Regions from separate parts of the Mus musculus genome. Here regions 1, 2, 3, 4, 6 and 7 are each linked to region 5. Evidence: chromatin contacts called from public HiCAR-type and promoter capture Hi-C data. All regions are on one chromosome and are shown on one strand. The core of a region is the stretch at or near the end of the contact, and the rest is flanking DNA. Distances in the headings are between cores, read along the strand shown. Region 1 holds the start of Hikeshi (heat shock protein nuclear import factor). Region 2 holds the start of 2310010J17Rik (RIKEN cDNA 2310010J17 gene). Region 3 holds the start of Eed (embryonic ectoderm development). Region 4 holds the start of Ccdc89 (coiled-coil domain containing 89). Region 5 holds the start of Ccdc90b (coiled-coil domain containing 90B). Region 6 holds the start of Ccdc83 (coiled-coil domain containing 83). Region 7 holds the start of Tmem126a (transmembrane protein 126A).

Region 1 (2,729 bases), core at 191-2,690, 2.6 Mb after region 5:
TTTCCAATGAGCCTTTTCTGGAAATGCATCCAGAACTCAAAGGACAAGTCAGTCAGTTATGGGGCTGTGTGTGTGTGTAATGCCAGCCCTCGGGAGGTGGAGGAGAAGGATCAGGAATCCAGTATTATCCTCGACTACACAGCACGGTCCAGGCTAGTCTAAATTATGCAAAACCTTGTCTATTTAAAAAACAAACAAACAGAGAGACAAATAAATGAATAAAAACAAACAAACAAACACCAATCCCAAAAGATGAGCAGCAGTGTCACACACTTTTTTATTTTTTGGCTTTTTGAGACAGGGTTTCTCCGTGTAGCCTTGGCTGTCCTGGAACTCACTTTGTAGACCAGGCTGGCCTCGAACTCAGAAATCTGCCTGCCTCTGCCTCCCATGTGTGGGATTAAAGGTGTGCGCCACCACGCCCAGCTAGTATCAGATACTTTTAATTGTAGCATTTAGCAGGTAGAGGGAAGCAGATCTGAGTTTGATGCCAGTCTGGTCTAGAGTGAGTTCCAGAACAGCTCAGGCTACATCGAGAAACCCTGTCTTGGAAAACAACTCCCCAAAGTGAGAAAACTTAGATTATTATTTTTTTTAAAAGGCATTTTTACAACAAAACTCCCTAAGCAGCACCAGACCCTATTCTTAGTGGCAGTTATCAATTAATTCATCATTTAATCCTTCCAGCAACCCAATAGGTCTATTTGTCTCAGTTTGCAGATGATTGACTGATGAAGCTGTTATATAGCTTGCCTACAGTTGTACAGCACATTAGTTGGGGCGGGGAGGAAGCACAAGTGAAGCACTACAAGAAATATAAGCAAGAACACAACTACGTGTTAAAACTAGTATTTAGTGGGGAAAAGGACTTCTGGACCTCTATAGCTTTAGTGGTCCACGCCTATAATTCCAGCAATTGGAGGCTGAGAAAGGAGTGCACAAGTTCGAGGTCTACCTGGGCTAGGTAATAAGACACTGCCATAAAAATGAGATAAAAATATATTAACATTTTTGATATAATGTTTGTCAGGAAGAATGCAGTAAGTTGGTTGCAACTTGAATTTACGCTCCAAAAATCAATTTTTCAAGCTTCCGGGCAGGTTATGCCGAACCAATTGCCCTCCGTATAAAACGGAGATAATATTTATCCCATTAAGCTTTTGAAAGGAGAGGCTGGGTGAAACGATTCTGGCAAAGGCGTATTGTTACTCCTAAAATGTTACACAACCGCCAGAAAGGTCTTCTCCCAGCACCACCTTTAGAAACTTTGACTCACACAGGCACGGAAATCATGTACTATCAGTAGTAACTTTCAAATTCTCCCGGCTCGCCCTCTGGGAGGCTGGCGCACTGCACTATGGGATTTGTAGTCTTAGCGCGATACCAGCTCCTCCTTACTACCTTAGAAGGAGGAAATGGGTGTAATGACCCGGAAGTACTCGTTCCGGAGAGGCGTGCAAGTTAGGAAGGAAGGGTCAGAGGTCGCCGGCCCAGATGCGTTCCTGTGTTGTTATGTAGTGGAGGGTCACGTTCCTTCCTGCAAATTCTGGAAGGTTCTTGAGTTCAATTAGGACAGTGGCTGCGGAATTCCTGGTGTCCGGCCTGAGGTGCCCGCTGGCCTAGCAGAGGCGCCGAGGGCGCTGCCATGTTTGGCTGCCTGGTGGCGGGGAGGCTGGTGAGGATGGCCCGGGCGGTGGCAGGAAGGGGTCGGTGACTGAGAGCTGGGTGGTGGCACGGTGCACGGCGCTTGGAACGCGGGGAAACCTGGTCATTGTGCTTTTTTTCCTGGGCGTGTGCGACGGACGGGCAATGGGACGCTGGCCCCACTCTTAGCTGTGTTTGCGAGGCTGTCAGGATGTGACTGCATTTTGTTGAGTGCGGATTTTGTTCCACCTGCTGGGTTGAGTGCTGTAGTTACTTGTTAATTTCAGCCTTCTGTACGGCATTTCGCCGTAACCGTGGTAACTCGTGAGCTAGTCTTTCTCTCTTTGCTGTTCAGGAACGTACACTCAGTAGATAGTGTAGTAATTACTCTTGTAAATTGATAATGCTACTTAGAAGTAAAGCTGAGATTTGTAATCTAAAGCTAAGTGGTTTTCGGAAAAATTCAATTTTCCGGACAATGAAGGTGTTTTGTTTTGTTTTTCCTTTTTGGTGTCTTTGGAAGGCCCCCCCCCCCCTTTCAGAAGTTTACCGACCCAGTTTAAAATACAATAATTGCAAGTTGCTTAATAGAAATGACTGAAATTTAGGTGTGAGCCGTACCTGTGATAACTAAAGGATTCGAGTACAATGCTTTCTTTTTGGTCAGAGAGATGCCCTTGCTTAGCCAGAGCCTTAGAATGAAATGAAATGAAATGAGTGCGGGAGTGGTTGAGGAGTAACCAGAGTGAATCTTGTTTGCTCTTTAGAAACCAGCGATGTATCCGTCTTGAGACGTGACTCCTTTCTCTTTAGAGCTATTCTTGTTTTGTTTCTCCTTGTTTTGTTAAATACTGCAACCTCTTTGTTAAATTGTGCCTCACGTGTGGTAAGCGAGAGCTCCACGCCTCCGTTTTCACCAGCTTTTGATAATGTATTCTATACACGCTGCTCTTAAGAAAAACACGTGGTTCCAAGAAACCATGGACTTCTGTCTGCAGTGAATGGGAGGCTCCTGTGGAGGTGAGGTAGTGCTAACCCTGGTCAATAGCTTTTGGAATGTCCCAGTAGGAGCTCTGGGGTTTGGA
Region 2 (2,742 bases), core at 235-2,734, 2.4 Mb after region 5:
ACAAGCGTAAATGGAATAAAAGCCGAGTAACTGGGCATAGTATTGAAAGAAGGAGGTGACAAGAAGTCAAAGGAACTTAACGGAAGCTAGAATGGCAAAGATGACCGAAAAGGTAGATAGAAAGGTAGAAAAGGAAACCACAAAGAAATGGGAGGAGGGGAAAAACACTTCAAGAGCTGAGAAGTGACAGAAATCTGGTCCCACCAAGCAGAGTTAGTACGGAAATACGAAAAAAAAAAAAAAAAAAAAAAAGAAAGGAAAGGGAATTTTAAAAAGCTAATGGAACAATGGGGCGGTGAGCCTGAGTCCTGGAGACATTAGCCGGGGAATCACTGAGCGGACGGCTGCTAGGAGGTACGGGACGGGTGGGATGGAAGGGCAAAAGGGGCTGCAGTAGCTGGGAGAGGAGTCTGAGTGAGGAGCTGGGTGGGAGGCAAGTTGGTGGAGCGCGATGGGCTTGGTGGTGCCGGGGGCTAGGAGGCGAGGGTCTCAGGGGATCTCTGGGGGCGCAATGGATTGTCACATTTTTTTTCTCTCTTTTGAGAGAAGAGCAGAGGCCGTTAAAGGCAGGTGTGATGGGAGCAGAAAAGAACACACAGCTCGACCAGGCACAGGAGCCATCGTGCAGATAAGACGCAGGGAGGGAAGAGGCAGCCCAAGAGAGAGAGGAGGACGATGGAGAGGGGTCGGGAGAGGATGCGGGGGGTCTTCACTCACAGTCCAGGTGCTTTTTCTTGGGGCCCATGATCTCGTGGGTCGTGGCCTTGCATACTGTCTTAGATACCGCGGAGCCAGTGACACTGTGCTGGGCCGCGGTGATTCGGTCCGTCAGGCTCTGGCCAGACATCTCTGCGGCTCGTCCGCCACCCCTTCCGCTCCGCAGCCGGCGGGGCCTGGGACCCCCAAGCGCCCGAGGGTCCCCACCCCCCACCGCACCCCCTACCCCCACCGGCTCCCCGCCCGCCTGCCGGCCTGGGGCGGGGCTCAGGGCCGCGCGCCGCCACCCGCTCCGAGAGCCCCGGCTCGCGTGTTCCCCCGGCGGGCTCCCACACCAAGTCGGGGCCACTCCCGGGTCCCGCGCCTCAGCCTCGGCCCACCCCTTCCCTGGTCAGCTGGAGCCCGACCGGGTAAGAGGGCCAGGCAGCTGCAGGAAAATGGCGGCGCCAGGCTCCTCCTCGGAGCTTTCCGGGCTGCCCCTAGGTCACGTGACTCGGGTTCCGCCCCCTGCTCGCTTCCTCCCGCCCCTTCTCCCTTCCCTTTCCTCTCCGGCGCGCCCCCCTCCCTCGCTCCGGCGAGGGAAGAGCGGGGCGGCGCCCGCGCGCTACGTGGTGGAACCCGCCCGGCGGGCGCAACAGGAGGCCCGCCCGCGGGGGACGGCGCGGCCCGCCGCGTCACGTGACGCGCCCTGCCAACAGGTCGCCCGAGGCAGGGCCCCGCGTGTCGTAGGGGGGCGGGGGGGAGGGGCGGCCCGCTGCGCCCCTCTTTCACCCCGGAGGCGAGGACGCCCGCCCTCGTGTCAGAGGCTGACGCCGTGGGCTTGACAAAGAGGTGAGGCAGCTGCTGCCTGTGCGTAGTTTTCACCCCGAACTGGAGGTGCCTGGGCTCCGGGGCTTCGCCTCGCTCAATTTGGCGCCGACCCCACGGCCCTCCTCCTGCCTTAAAGAAAACGGCTCCAGCCAGTCTCTTTCTGAGCCTACACACAGGCCTCTTCAAATGCACCCCGCTCTCCCTTTTAGTAACAGGGCTTTGGGGCTTTTTTTTTTTTTTTCACCCCCTCGTCTTCTTTGAGAGTGTTGGAAACGTCACCTAGTTTTGTTTATCTCGACTTACTAAGAGTCGCCACGTTCCTGCCAGTCTAAATTTAGATAGAAGCCAGCCCGGTATTCATTCTCTGCGGTGTCAAATACGACAGGAAACACATAGCTTCAGTGGAATTTGAAAAGGGAAGTAGTAGGGTGATGTCAACAGTGATTAACTTGACCCTACAAGGCTGACAACCAGCGAGATTAAAGGTCCACACCATAGAAGGAAGTGAGACAGCTCGGTAAAAGGAGAAGTCCCATTCAGAGTCAGACATCAGTACCTGCGATCTCCCCTGGTTTAGCCTTTCTTCCCTTTGGCCTCTTTTCTCCTCTTGTGTGAGCCAGATTTCCATGGAAAGATATTGACTCTGCCCTGTAGGCATTTTAGACCAGTATTACATCCCGAGACTTAGATCTATGAAATCCAGAAGATCTATGAACAAAGCCTTTTTAAATGTTACTAGTGCTCCACATTTAACTCAAGAGTTAGGGATAAATTTTAAATTCTCTGTGAATGTTAAGTTACCATCATGGTTCTATGTAATCTTGCTAGTTTCAAATGAGATTCGAGCGTACTCAAAATCTGTGTACACCATCTGCCAACCAAATCTAGAATATTGCGCTTAAATCTGTTAACTCTCAACGGATGAAAAGCTAATAGATGTTTAAAATTGTGTGTGGTATGAGGAATTCTGTGGTCTCTTCACATTCCCTTTCTATCTCACACGCCATTCTGAAGCACGGTGATTTTGGCAAGAACTCACAATTCTTATTAAGGCTGCAGGTTTCATTCTTGTCACACCAGCTTGAGAATTCACAAAACTGTAAAACTCCCTTTGGTGCATCTGCATTCCATTTGTAATTTGGTACCCTGTGTTTATCAGGCAGTGGAATGACCGGGAATTTTTGTTTGGTTGGTTTTTGTCTGTGGTGTGTACTC
Region 3 (2,700 bases), core at 61-2,560, 2.6 Mb after region 5:
CAAGATTGTACCTGAGGGGACAAGTGAGCTGGCTCAGTGGTTAAGGCTGGCTACAGGCTGGCTACAGGCTGGCTACAGACTGGCTACAGGCTGGCTCGCAAACGTTAGTGACTCCAGTCCCAGGGATCCAACATCCTCTGACTTTGTGTACCAGTACAGACATGTGGGGCACAGACATACACACACTCATACACACATTTTTTTTAATCTAAAAATGAAAAATTAAAGAGTTTTTAATGATACGGGCAAATTTAGTTACCTTTCCCTATATTAAAAAATTGCCTTTTACCTAAGTCTCACAAACTCATGCAGTTGCTCACAGTGACTTATAGGTCTTGTCAGTTTCCTAGAGCCTCAGCTTTCAACAGCTAAAACGAACACTTAAGACTATGAATTATGACAATTCAGAACCATGTAATTTTTATTTATTTATTTTTGGAAAGAGGGTCTATAACGAAGCCCAGGCTGTCCTGGAACTCCTCGTGTAGACCAAACCAGTGTGTAGCTCTAACACACTGCAATCGACCTGCCTCTGACACCCTAGTGCTGGAATAAAAGGCATGCCCCCATACTCTGTCCGATCCATACAATTAAAAAAATTTTTTTTCAAACAGGTTTTTAGTAAATAGCCTTGATTGGCTCGGAACTTGCTATGTCGACCAGGATGATCTAAAGATTGAGGCGAGCAGGCAGTACTTCCGTTGTTGCCCTTCCGATGTTGGATTACTAGAATGTATCATGCATCACAAGGTATTTTTACTTAAGTCTAAATATGTAATTTAAAATACAGGCTTACTTAAGCCAATAGTGGCACCAACCGGTTGAATATAACCAATCATTGTAATAAGTATTTATTAGATAAAATATCTGCCCAGAACGGAGGCGTGTCCGTAGGCACTGATTTGGTACCGTTTTGAAATCCTCCCCGAAGCTTCAGAAACCGGTGGAAAGACTACCTGGTTCAGCAGACAGAACCGAGGGGAGGAGGGGCCAGGAGGCGGCCTGTCGTCTCCGTAACCCAGCGCGAGAATACGCCTCAGCGCATGCGCACCTGCAGGTGGGACCCGTCCATGTGCCCGATGGGGGAGGCGAGCAGGGAACAGCCTATAGATTTTGAATCTCTCCCTTCAAAAAAAGAATCTAGGCTGTGAGAAGTTCCGTAAACACTAACTCGAAGTTGTTCTCCCGAGCTCCGCATCAGGGACCGTAGACACAGACCCCCTAAAACAAGAGGTGACTTCTCTTTCCTCCCCCCTCCCTCGGGAGCAGTGGTGGGCCGATCCAGGCCACAGACTTTCGTTCGTTTGCAGCGGGTCGGAGATCGAAGGATTGAGCCAATTGCGGATGAAACGTCTTGGCCAGGAAGGGGGTGAGGGAGCAGCCCTTTGAGTTCCGCCTCGTCTCTAGGCGCTGGTGGGGAAGGGGGACGTAGGAAACCCCTGCCCTCTGAGCCAGCAGATCCGACGCCTCGGTGCAAAGTGTCGAGAGGGCGGCGGGAAAACCGCCCGCCCGGACCAAGGGACGGGAAGCAGCCGGGAAGCCGTGCGGGAGGGCGCGCGCGTGCGCGCCCCTTTTTCAGCAGTGTGGCGGGGTCGCACGCACGCCCGCCTCGGCGGCTGGGCGCGATTTGCGACAGTGGGGGGGGCGGCGGCGGTGGCGGCGCCGGCAGCTTTGCGGCAGGCTCGGGCCGGGCGTGCTTGACGGCGGTGTGGCGGAGGCCCCGCCCGAGGCGGCAAGAACCTGGAGGGAGGCGGAGGAACATGTCCGAGAGGGAAGTGTCGACTGCGCCGGCGGGAACAGACATGCCCGCGGCCAAGAAGCAGAAGTTGAGCAGCGACGAGAACAGCAACCCGGACCTCTCGGGAGACGAAAATGTGAGTGCAGCCCCGCCTGTCCCGGGACTGTGGAGTAGAAGTTTCAGGTTCTTTGGTAACTGCGGTCGGGGCCGGCGGGCGGGCGGCCGTGGGGGGAGGGAAAGGTGTCACCCGCGCTCAGGAGAACGCAGGCGTGCGGGGAAGTCCGGTTTGGCTGGGGCTTTCGAGCTGGGACTGCGGCAGATAGCAAGCAGAAAGTTGTCGAGGAGCGGATTAAAGGTCCCAAAGGGTCTGCGAGGTCCGCTCAGATCGTCCCTGCGTGGGAGACGGAGTTTGTGCCTTTGGGGGCTTGACGCTGATTGCGAATCTGAGATTGTACTTACTGGTTTAAAAGGCATGCTCGAGGTAAGAGGTTCAGTTTTCCCCAGGAAAGTTGGTACGAAGGGTCCTCGTAAGGATCCGAGGGGCTGTGTCACTGTAGAGCACTACGGGATCTTCAGGATGGAAAGTATAGATCTCTGGCTTGGGTTTACGTGACCGTGCGGTTATGTATGCCCCTTTCCATGGAAGTGCGGTGTGCCTTCGTGTCGACTTTTTTGTGGAAGGAGTAGAATCGAGAAGATCGTAGAGGGGGAGCCACCTTTGATTAAGGCAAAGGAGGGAACAGTTTGAAAGTTTTTGCTTAATGTAAAGGGATTGGAAGATTTCAGGCCACCGTGGTAAATTCTGTACTTGAGCCAAGTGTGAAGATTAAGGGAAGTCGGTGCTTAGAGAAATGCCGCCCCGTAAAAAAAAAAAAAAAAAAAAAAAAAAAAAAAAAATACTATGCAAGCGTTGTAAAGAGTACTAGACACGTGTTCTAATAATTAGATACTTATATTCTGAT
Region 4 (2,700 bases), core at 181-2,680, 2.1 Mb after region 5:
TGGACTTGAAATATTGACTGGAGACCACAGGAAGCACAATTTCTCTTATGGAAAGAGATGGCGGAGTTTGGCATTAAGCTCTCTCTCTTTGCTTAAGAGATCCAGGCTGTGCTTTTTGAAGGCTTCTGATTGCAGACGCAGCTCATCATAAGCTTTCTGGATCCCATCTACCCTGCGCTGAAGCTCGCGAACTCTCAGGTTGCTATCAACGGCCACTGCCTCTTGCTCAAAGCGTTCCAGCGCATGCTTCTTAGCCATGGCTGCTGTCTCCAACTTCTCCTCAAGCTGGCGGATCTCAGCCTGTTTGTTCTGAAGCACCTTGCCTCTCTCCATGGACAGCTGCAGCAGCTCCTCTTTCTCTCGCAGGACAGTCTGCAGCCTGGCCTGCAGCTCCTGGTTCAGGTTGAGATTAGCCTCTTGCTCCTTTCCCATCTGTTCCGTGGCCTGCTGGTGTTGCTGTTTGATGCTCTGCAGCTGGCTGCGCAGCTCCTCGGTCTCCTTGGCATGGTCACAGGCTTGCTGGTTCTGCAGGCCCAGCAGCTCCTCCTCTCGGGCCTGAGCCTGGCTAGCTTCGTGAGCGCATCTCTGTTTCAAGACCTCCAGTTCCTCCACCAGGGCCTTGTTGAGTGTAGTGAGCTCCAGTACCTTAGCCTCCTGGTCTTTCAGAGCCTGGCTGAAGAGGCTGTTGTTTTCCTGCCTCAGCCTCGCATTCTCCTCTTTCAGCTTGACGTTTTCACTCTTGTGCGCATCCTTGAAGCGAATCATCTGCTCGTGGTTGGATGCCAGGATCATGAAGTGATTCTCCAGCTTTTGGATGTGCTCACTCTGGGCCTTCAACTTCTCCATCTCCTGCAGCCTCTTCTCCTCCAGCTCCGAGTTGAGCAGTTCTAAGATCTGGCAGCGTTCCAGGGCCTCGTCGGATCTGCGTTTCAGGATGCAGATGAGCTGGGATTGCTCTTGGATGCGGGAGCGAAGCATTGCCTTCTCGCCCTTCTCCTCCTCAGACAGTCCCCTAAGGTTGGCCAAAGCTTCTCTCAGACCGTCCATTTCCTTAAACCCCAATTCCTCATCCTGGTTTTGCAGGTTTTCGTTTTGTTTTCCTAAGATCTCGTCGGGGGGTGGGGTATCCATCCTAAGAGTCTTCTCCTCCTGCGGCATAGACGCGCTCTGCGGGAGAACTGACTTCAGTCTTTCCCCCTTCTGATTTCAAAGGGGCGTTGCTATGGACGCTTGGCACTCTCCAGCGGTTGGTTTTTCCAGTAAGGAGTCCTATAATTGGTGGACAGGCCTGCAGAACGCAGTGAGGTAATAGGGGGAGTTCAGGGCCAATCTGGTCAGGCTACGCATGTCGTTTAAACCAATCACAGTTCTTAGTTCACTGCCACTGTCCCGCCTGTGCCGCAAAGACATAAGCCTTCCACAAAGTCAGCTTCCTATTCTCTACAAATCCTGATTTCTCATAAGAGTAAACAAAGTAAGCTTACAGTGACTTACTCTGCTCTTTATTCTGAAAAGAAACTGCTGTCTATAGAAACAATTCGCCATGGGTGCACACAAAGGAGAGTCTGGACCCAAGTCTTAGCTCAGCTGCTATAAATGAAATTTCTTTTGTTTCCCTTAACTCTAACCTTATCTTTGGGAGTGGACACCTTTAGTTAGACACTCAATCCTCCTGTTTATCTATTGGGAAAATAAATGGACAGACAGAAACGCAATGAACAATACAGATGCAATCAAATCAGAAACAAAAACCAAAAACCAAACCAAAACAACAACACACCCCATGATGGTTGATTACACTTGTGCCTTGCACACTGGAAACATGGAGATACAAGTCTGTTTGACAAGACGCCAAGAGTGATAGTCGAGTGTGTATAAAAGTGTCAGATAAGATTGACATATTAATAAAAACCTTAGAAGCATTAATAGAGCACCATGTTGAAAGAGAAATAAATAAATACATTTTAAAAACGAGACAGAAACAGCTGAGCAATGAATCTCAAGAATGATCCAACAAATGCAAGCAAAAATTAGATGGTATTTCATCCACCAAAGTCAGTAAAAATAAATGGATATAATTCTCATTAATTATGATTTCCCTTTAAACATGATAATGCTCAATTAGCTGTTTCTTTTGGATATTTAGATTCCAAGCTTCTTAATTATTATGAGGTAGATGGCAGAAGCTTTGCACAAGGTTCTTCTTCCTCCTCCTCCTCCTCCTCCTCCTCCTCCTCCTCCTCCTCCTCCTCCCCCTCCTCCTCTTCCTCCTCCTTCTTCTTCAGATTATTTCAAACAAACAGCTCCCCACAAGGACAGTTACTGGCTCTCAATACAGTTAAAGCACTTTTAGTTAGCATAGACACTCTTAACTGACTTTCATCCAGAATATAAAGAGCAAATGACCAGAAAATTTGAATGTGTCTCTTCTTGTTTTACATATAGTGAACATTGTATTTGTTGATTACCTTATATGGTTATGTGATATAACAAACTGAAATTATAAAATATATTTTCTAAGAACAGGAAAAACTCTCAAAATATTAACATCAGTTGTTTCTCCGGGTTGGAATAACTGTCTCCCTCCCTCCCTACCTACCTAAGGCCCACACACATAACAGATATTCAGAGATCTTTATTGAATAGTTTTTCCACATTTAAAAATGTATTTTGTTAAGTACAAATTAACTTCTGTAACAT
Region 5 (2,700 bases), core at 168-2,667:
ACCCCTTTGTGTGTGAGGGCACACATACCTAAGGAGAGAACAGAGGAGGTCTTTGTATCCTGCTCTGTCATGCCCTTCCTAAGTCTTTGATAGGGCAGCTTTTATTGAACCTGGAAGTGGCTGGGGGTTCAACTTTGTGTTGTTATGCTTGTGTGCAGCACAAGTTTCTACCAGTGGACCCACCTCGCCACCCTTTTCTGAAAAGTCCACCAGAATGTGTATTTATAATAACTACCTAAATATGGATTCAAAGATGTGACTAATTCTAGCAGCTAAACAGTAGCCTTGCAAGGGCAGCCTTGATTGAAAGTCAGCGGAACAAATACAATTAAATAACAGGGTGAAAACAAAACAGTGGCAAACAACAAAACCACACAAGTGTGGAGGGCGGAGAAGTGTTTTTGGGTACTGAATAACTCAGTTTATCATCATACACAGATCCAGGAAGAACGAAATGTGGAGGTTGGGATGCCTTTTACGGCGGAAAAACTGAAAAGCACAAGTATAAAAAAAAGCCTTGGAAATAGTTCTCAGAGTAAAGTAAGATATTCTCCAGGATATACAGACTAACAAAGTGTTTGGAAACGCATAGGTTCCAGGACACTTAAAAAACAAAACAAAACCCTACTATGTGATTTGTAAATCAGAACACCCGCAAACTACCTAAGAGTTCATAAATGGAGACGGAACCCCGCCCCGCGCCCCCACCAACTCAAGCCGAGAGGAGGCGCAGGTCCGCAGGGGCTGGGTCTAGGAGGAAGGAAGCCCTCCAGCCAGACCCTGTCTGGAACGCCCAAGACCCACCATCCCCGGAGCTCGCGGGTGGCTCTGCGCGGGTGGGCGGGGCCCTGCAGGGGGTGTGTCACTCTCGCGGACGCCTGAGCGGGCACACCCGCCCGAACCTTCTCCCTGAGCGAGTCTTCGTCTCACCTCTCCGCAGGGCGGGTGACAGACGCCCATGAGGAGTTGAAGTCCAGCGGATTCCGCCGCCGTCAGGGCGCAGGAACCGCCAAATCCAGCGGCTCCTCATAGTCTCGGAGCCCCGCAGGTCAGCAAGGGGAAGCGGAATACGCGTTGATTTTCGCTGAGGCTTTCGGACAATGAAGTCCTCTCACCATCAGGATGCTGGGAAATGTAGTTTCCGGTCTGTCACCAAAGCACCTACTTGAGAGGTTTTTCTTCTACAAAGCTAGGCCTCTTCACAGAGCCACACTTAACACGACTCAGAGCTTATCCCCCTAGCACATCGCCCTTTTCCCATCTCTTCCCGCCTTTACCGCCCTAAGAAAGCGGGGTCTTGGAGAACCTTCTGGCGCCCATTTGCGGGCGGCGAGTTAGTCCCGCAGCAAGCTTCCCAGACCGAATCCAGCGTAGCAGCATAGCATCATGGGACCCGCAGTCCTTGCTGCTGAGGATTGTGGGGATGAGACCGCGTTGTAGCATCGACCAGTGCCCGTGGAAGTCCAAAGCGTATCACACACTTGCAGTTTCGCGTCTCTCTGCTTGGCCCTCTGGTGCACTGGAGGACCAACTGTTTTAGGCCTTTTCTTCAGGGAAACGAAAATTCTCCATTTCCTGGGTCGGCATTGTTCATGATTTAACATTCTCCAACTTCAGTTACCAAAGTCATTGCCCCACCTGGTAAAACCTTGAAAGCAATGTACTAACTAGTCTGTCGCTTACCCAGATTGCAACTTTGTGGGAATCAGCTACCCACCAGCCACCATTTCAAGCACTGAAGCTCATTAAAAACAAAACTTGGTTCCCACCAGCAAGCACTTTAGTAGATTACACATAGAAGGAAATTAAAATGATTCTGTCGTGGGTACTAGGGACAGAGACAGGAGAGACAGTTCTCCTGGGCTGCCAGGTGGGTCCCTGGTATTCAAGCGAAGCACTCTAGACTTTAAAATATTTTCCAATTTCATTTTCAGAAATATCTGAATGCCAGCTAGGTTTAAAGATTAATAATTCGAAGAACAAAGAAAGAATTCCAACAACAATTTAAGTTCTTACTGTACAGGATTTTTTTCCCAGGCTATGTGGGGATTATAAGGATTTCTGCTCTCCAAGTGAAAGACCCACAACATGAGGACTCCCCCACGTTCTGACTCAGGAGAGGCGACACCCCAAATCACGCATGAGAAACGGTCTTGCTGCAAACTGCAAGAGGACTTTTAATTCAAGAGTGCTCTCGGGACCACAGTAATACACCACGCAGGGGTAGAGGTCCCTGGCGCCCCAAGTAGCTGGGTAAGGGGGTATTTAAAGGAAGAAACCACAACTCAAGGAAGTGGGGAAGGCATTGTTGGAAAATACCAAAGATACCAGTTAAGAGTCAAAAGGAAGTGCAAAGTCACAAGAGTCACAAGGAATACCTGGTAATTGTTCGGGTTATCTCTCAAGACAGTTTCTAAGAGCCCCTAACAATGGCACATTTGCATAGCGGGTTCCAGCAATGGTCAGGGGGGGGGGGTCAGGGTAACTTTCTTTGAATGAACACTCTTTGAACCCAGGAAGCGGTGGGTAGAGGAATGTCTGTTTTATGACTAGCATACCTTGGAGCATTGAGTCACATTCCCAAGCCTGGGCCTAAAGGCCCAGAATTTTGCTTTTATATTTTTTCACAAGAACTTGTAATAGAAAAACAGGAGAAGGTAGAGAATAAGGAAACAGTAATATCTTAGTATCATGTAAGTT
Region 6 (2,700 bases), core at 183-2,682, 2.3 Mb after region 5:
TGCAGGTTCTTCATGACACAGGGCAACAACAGGATATCTAAGAGGAGTCCCAGTAAGGACCCAGTATTGATAGTGTAGCAAAAGCCAGTAGCCTCCAACCAGACCAACGACTCGTTGCAAGTAAAGATGTATAACACGCTGTGATACACTACAGCTTCCACTAGGCATTTTTGGAGGGCAGGTGGCTTGTTTGTTTGTTGTTGTTGTTTTGTGTGGTTGGTTGGTTCGTTTGGGTTTTCGAGATGGGGTTTCTCTGTATAGCCCTGGCTGTCCTGGAACTCAGAAATCCACCTGCCTCTGCCTCCTAAGTGCTGGGATTAAAGACATGCACCACCACTGCCCGGCCTGATTTTTTTTTCAATTGTAATTTTTTTGTTGTTGTTATCTTGTGTGGTGGGAGGTTACAAAGGCCAAGGATGAGTATGAATGGATGGGGAAATGAGAGGGATTGGGGTGCATAATGTAAAATTCACAAAGAACCAAAAAAGGTTTTTAAAAATTCCTTACTATGTTTTAATCTATTTTTTAAGCCAACTAGATCACTTGGAAGTGAGTCGGAGGCCTAAAAGAGCCTGGCTTCTGACTTCCCAGGCCAAAAAAAGAAAATTACTGGAGTGTAATGAGAGAAATGGGAGGCTTTAATAGACTGCCTTCAGGATGAGGCTGAACTGCACTATATTGCTTTGTTAAACGCTTAAAAGTAAAATGAGAAGACAGATGCAAAGACTTCAGTGCCTCAAGTTGCCCTGTGAGCACTTGAAGAGTTAAACCAAGCTGACAAACGCAGACAGAAAAGCAGAGCACCTCTGTCACAGGAGTTCTGCCCCTTCCCACACCCGGGGAGTTGTTTTGAAATCACAGAGGAGTCATTTTATATCAGCAAATATAAGCTTGCAATGACCCGAGCGAGGCATGCGCACAAAGCTGGAGTCCTATTTACATACACCACCTTCCAAGCACAGAGAATTCGAAAAGAGGAGAGAGAGGCCTTGGGGGAAAAGAAGAAAGGACTGGACCACTGCCCTAACCTCTGCATGCACTCCCTCACCCGCACTATTCCTCATATGCCCGCCAGGTGGCGCGCGCGAATCGCCATGGTGCCTAAACCAGAATGGGATAGTAGATGAAGATGCCAGTCGCTTTGAAAACAGCGGGAAGTGACCCGGATGGGGTTGGAAGGGAGGGAGGGAGAGTGCTTTGGGCTATTTGTACTTGAGAACCACCAGCCCACAACCCGGAATTCTCACCTGAAAACGCTGGAGACGATACTGGGAGAAAGCTAACATCCTTGTGTGACCTCTGACTTCTTCAGTCTGCCCCCAAAACTTTATAGGAACCCTCCCCCACTACAGCGGACACGCCCTCCTCTTGATTTGCCCTGACACGAGATGGGCCTGGGGTCGCGCCCTCTGGTTTTTCCCTCGGAGCGTTGTTCCTGAGCGGTTAAGAACTGTTGAGAAGGGTTCTCCAAGCCGTGCCCCTCTTTCACCACTCTGGAGACAGGGATACCTGCCTGGTTTTAGCCGCCCTAAACTTAAAGGTTTGTAACCTTCAGGGTGTCCTAGCGCAGTCTCTTAACTCAGTAGATGCCCAGCCCTCTGATGCAGTAGTCCCCCTTTATCAGTTTCAGGTACCTGAGGATCTTTGTGATGGATGGGCTTAAGGGGTGGGTATTAAATGGAAAATGCCTGAAATAAGCATTTTTGTTTAAGTAACGTTTGTCATATCTGATAACTGTTCTATTCCAGTATTATTAATCTTTAATTTATACTAAGTTTTGTTACAGGTTTATAGGTACACAGTACGGAAGGGGGCGGAGGCTGTGATGGCATCTATAATGATTGGTAGTATCCCAAGACTCAAGCATCCCTTTGGTGTCTTGGAGTCCCAACCTCACAGAATAAGTAGACCTTTGTGTTGCTGTCTACCACTCCACAATTTCCTCAAAGCTTTATGAATACTCTTAACAGTTCTGAAACGAGATGGAAAAGATGGAGAAAGAAACTGGGGGTCAGACAGGACCAAAACCTGTGCTGAACTGACTTAGTGGGGAATCAGAGGTTCCACTTCTCCTTCCTTCTCCTAGTGTCCCCAGTGGTTCCCAAGCTGAGGAAAGCTTGATACCTCCAAAAGATGTGTGACAATGTCATTCATCTACATGTTTCTAAACACATAGATCTCAACAAACGGTTTTAATGGTACTTTTCTAAAATGAATAAGCTTTGCATTTTCACACTATTTGGGACTATGTACATATATATAGTCTATATGAAAAGACGTGTGAAGGATTTTAAAGTAATTTTAGATGGAATTACCACTTGTAAAAGGACTTAAGTAAATCAACTTCATTTTGTTTTAACGCTGGAGTGCATTTCTGATTCTGTTAACAGTGCATTCTAGTGAGACAGAAAACCTTCTCTAGGTCAAAAAGCGTTCCTGGCATAAATGAACACTTGAATTCCAAAGAATTTTGCTGGGATGGGGAGATGACTCAGTGGGGAAATGTGAGCTGTGTGAGTATATAGACCAGGTTCTAGATCCCCAGTGCCCATAGAAACGTTGGGACGGTGGGCATGGTGGAATCGCAGTGTCTGGGAGGCAGAGATGGATCCCAGAACCCACTGACTAGCTGGACTCGCTGAGTTAGCAAGCTATAGGTCCAAGTGTGAGACCTTGCCTCAACATACACTGCAGAGGGCA
Region 7 (2,700 bases), core at 97-2,596, 2.1 Mb after region 5:
GATATTAAAAACATAAGGAAATATTTATCAACAGTTTAATCCAATAAGCTTGAAATTTTGGACCAAATGGACATTTCAATTGTTCTGAGAAAAGTTTTGATGTTCAATCTAAAAGGTATCTACGCATAGAACAGTGAAATATCTATTATAGATGCTGAATTTATATTACAATTCTATCAATCAGGAAAACTCTGGGCTTAGAAGTCTCCCGTGATGATTCTACCAAACATTCAGCAAATGACATCAAAATGATACAAACGCTCCCAAAAGTGAACAGTTGCTAAATGACACTAATAAGTCAGCGCTACCCTAATGCCAGCACCGGACAAGGAAAGTGTAAAAAGGACTGGGGAAAAACAAACAAACACCCCGCTCATTGGTTAAGAGTAATTGCTGCTCCTGCAGAGGACCGGGGTTTGGTTCCACAGGAATTGGAGTACAGTCTTATTTAGAAATAAATAAATAGATAGATAAATAAATAAATAAATAAATAAATAAAAACAAAAACAAAAAAACTAGAATTGACTTGATGCCTCTCGGGACAGGAATCTTTCGGGACAGGGATCTTACTCATTAGTCTTCTGATAAATTCCAGGCCTCTCAGTTTGGTAAGCGTCTTTATAGTCTACTCACAATTTTACAAAATAACCAGGTAAAGAATTTTGTCCTTTCCTGTTTTACAGATGCAGATGAAAACTGAGACGGAAACTCACAACATTGGTTCCCAGTGGTGCTGACTTATACCCTAAGCCTCCCCCTGGCTGTTTTGTTTGGAATTCACACTGTACGCAGACCAGACTGGCCTGGAATTCACAGAAATCCCCCTGCCTCAGGCTACTGAATTCTGGGATTAAGGCGTACGTTATCACGTGCGGCTCCCTTACTTTTGAACCGTTAGTTTTTCACTACATTCCGTTAACCCTGTTTCACAGAAGCAGTGTTCTAGAGGACATGGGGAATGCTGAGGAAAACAAAACAAAACAAAAAAAAAGCACTCGCTCTGGAATTGCTCACGTTCTGCTGGAAGTCACCCACAGCATAACATGGCACAAAGATCCAAGAGCGAGATGGAGCAAAAAGTCAATCTCAGGCTAACTTCACTGCCAACGTTGCCTTCATCAGCCCGTAGCCTAGCGGCTGCCATGCAACCTACGCCAGGATCGGGGACTCGGAAGTCGGGCTGCGTGCCCAGGCGGGGTGGTGTCGAGCCCAGCCACCGCCACACCGCTGTTTCTGCAGGCTGTACCCGGGATGGGCTATAGCGGACTCGCCAGTCCTCACCGCTAGTCCACAGTTTAGCGTCTCCTGGACCGGAAGCCCGTGGACAGGAAACAGAGGCGGAGACAGAGTCACGTGTGAGCCAAAGATGGAGCTCAGACGACCCTAGCGAAGGTTGCGGTAGACTCGGCGCGGGAGGACCCGGGCAAGCACCGGCGGCTGGGGAGGCTGCCATTAGCTGCCTTCATTCTGCCGAATGGTGAGTAGCTGTGCCAATGTCGCGCTGGGAGAGGCGCGGGGTGGCCACGAGGGTGGGGAACGCTGTGTGTGCTGACCCGGTCTTCACTTTCCACCCGTGAGGGGGAAGACCTGGCTGAATTGATTGAGTTGAAGAATCACTGCCAATTTACAAATTGCTACGTTTAATTTTCCGATGCTTGGTTTTTATGCAGAAACTTTCAGAGATCTTTGTAGTATTTCAAGGTGTCTTTGTCTTTGATGGGGATTTATTAACTGAGAAATAATACCAGGAAGAAGAAACAGGACTTGAATCCTGGGATCCTGATCTAAACCGCTAAATCTGTATTTTACTTTCGAGGTTAATTTTTAAGTCAAGATTTATGGAATTTTGCACATGCAGCATTTTCCAAATCATTGTATATATACAACAGGTACCCAAGATTTGGTAAGACATTGTTCCAGTGCTGTCACAGCTAACTAATACGAATGGTGACCCAAGACAGGCTGATTTATTATCAGGTTATTTCTGAGTTTTGGTTTATTGCTACTACTGTTTTATCTTTTGAAATAGGGTCTTGGAGTACATCCAGGAACTCACAACCCTCCGGCCTCAGCTTCCCAATAGTAGAGGTATCACCACAGGTTGCAGACTTTTTTCCTGTCACCAGGAAGTATGTTTTTAAAGAGCCCAATCTAGTAAAAACGAATCCACCATTCTACACTGATATTCATCCTATGTGTACCATGCCTGCTCAGGCCAGAAAAGGGCATTAGATCACCCTAGGCCTGAAGTTACAGCTGTGTGTGAGCTTTGACGTGGGTGCTAGGGCTCGAATCTTTCATCATGTGTCCACATGCCTGCAATGCCTATGAAGGGTGAAGAGGATTCCAGTCCCCTGGAACCCTTGTTCTTTGCAATAGTGTTCTCTCAAAACTACTGAGCCCTTTCTAACCCTTGACACCTAATCATCTTTACAAAGTGGCTATTACACTTGAAATACAACTTATAGTTCCACCAGCAGATGTCACAGCTTTCCTGAATGCTTCCAAGTGAAACTAATTACCTGTGTACCTAATGACATCCCTGTTATCTTAGCTTCCACCTCATGTTTTTGTTGTTTACTGGATGTTGGCTTTCTCTCATGATGTGAGGCTCTGTCTGTTGCATCACCCCTCCACCCCACTTGTCTAGCACAAATTCTTTGGATTTTTGTTTTCCTGTAATAAATTTTCATGTAGCTC

The links. Promoter capture Hi-C pulls out the DNA fragments that hold promoters and counts their contacts. HiCAR-type assays count read pairs that join an accessible place to other places.
Region 1: a contact with region 5 is called in a promoter capture Hi-C map of liver, with 12 times the contacts expected there. The contact joins the promoter of Hikeshi here to the promoter of Ccdc90b in region 5. A contact is called at or near these places in 5 of 39 promoter capture datasets (the C10 cell line, hippocampal neurons, liver and 1 more).
Region 2: a HiCAR-type map of astrocytes shows a contact between it and region 5, with 4 times the contacts expected there. The contact joins the promoter of 2310010J17Rik here to the promoter of Ccdc90b in region 5. A contact is called at or near these places in 2 of 39 promoter capture datasets (liver and pre-B cells) and 1 of 115 datasets of contacts at active chromatin or transcription factors (astrocytes).
Region 3: a contact with region 5 is called in a HiCAR-type map of astrocytes, with 5 times the contacts expected there. The contact joins the promoter of Eed here to the promoter of Ccdc90b in region 5. A contact is called at or near these places in 2 of 39 promoter capture datasets (both in liver) and 1 of 115 datasets of contacts at active chromatin or transcription factors (astrocytes).
Region 4: a promoter capture Hi-C map of liver shows a contact between it and region 5, with 2.6 times the contacts expected there. The contact joins the promoter of Ccdc89 here to the promoter of Ccdc90b in region 5. A contact is called at or near these places in 3 of 39 promoter capture datasets (cranial neural crest, liver and maxillary cranial neural crest).
Region 6: a HiCAR-type map of astrocytes shows a contact between it and region 5, with 5 times the contacts expected there. The contact joins the promoter of Ccdc83 here to the promoter of Ccdc90b in region 5. A contact is called at or near these places in 1 of 39 promoter capture datasets (liver) and 1 of 115 datasets of contacts at active chromatin or transcription factors (astrocytes).
Region 7: a contact with region 5 is called in a HiCAR-type map of astrocytes, with 4 times the contacts expected there. The contact joins the promoter of Tmem126a here to the promoter of Ccdc90b in region 5. A contact is called at or near these places in 7 of 39 promoter capture datasets (the C10 cell line, cranial neural crest, frontonasal cranial neural crest and 3 more) and 2 of 115 datasets of contacts at active chromatin or transcription factors (astrocytes and stem cell-derived neural progenitor cells).

What each region holds. Positions count from the first base shown.
Region 1 is chr7:89,939,915-89,942,643 of GRCm38.p6, reverse strand. It overlaps Hikeshi (heat shock protein nuclear import factor), which reads left to right and starts at 1,440. Exons shown (of 5, transcript NM_026304.3): 1 at 1,440-1,675. The coding sequence starts at 1,646.
Region 2 is chr7:90,128,678-90,131,419 of GRCm38.p6, reverse strand. 2310010J17Rik (RIKEN cDNA 2310010J17 gene) reads left to right here and starts at 1,484. Exons shown (of 3, transcript NR_046007.1): 1 at 1,484-1,548. It overlaps Picalm (phosphatidylinositol binding clathrin assembly protein), which reads right to left and starts at 1,207. Exons shown (of 20, transcript NM_001360867.1): 1 at 718-1,207. The coding sequence starts at 847.
Region 3 is chr7:89,979,586-89,982,285 of GRCm38.p6, reverse strand. It overlaps Eed (embryonic ectoderm development), which reads left to right and starts at 1,310. Exons shown (of 12, transcript NM_021876.3): 1 at 1,310-1,874. The coding sequence starts at 1,761. RefSeq lists cis regulatory regions at 833-840, 1,036-1,043, an enhancer at 1,015-1,051 and a promoter at 1-1,474.
Region 4 is chr7:90,425,042-90,427,741 of GRCm38.p6, reverse strand. Ccdc89 (coiled-coil domain containing 89) reads right to left here and starts at 1,430. Exons shown (of 1, transcript NM_027298.1): 1 at 1-1,430. The coding sequence starts at 1,158. The coding sequence ends at 46.
Region 5 is chr7:92,559,866-92,562,565 of GRCm38.p6, reverse strand. Ccdc90b (coiled-coil domain containing 90B) reads right to left here and starts at 1,417. Exons shown (of 9, transcript NM_025515.3): 1 at 931-1,417. The coding sequence starts at 1,030.
Region 6 is chr7:90,264,164-90,266,863 of GRCm38.p6, reverse strand. Ccdc83 (coiled-coil domain containing 83) reads left to right here and starts at 1,432. Exons shown (of 11, transcript NM_183293.1): 1 at 1,432-1,540.
Region 7 is chr7:90,455,849-90,458,548 of GRCm38.p6, reverse strand. It overlaps Tmem126a (transmembrane protein 126A), which reads left to right and starts at 1,346. Exons shown (of 5, transcript NM_025460.3): 1 at 1,346-1,477.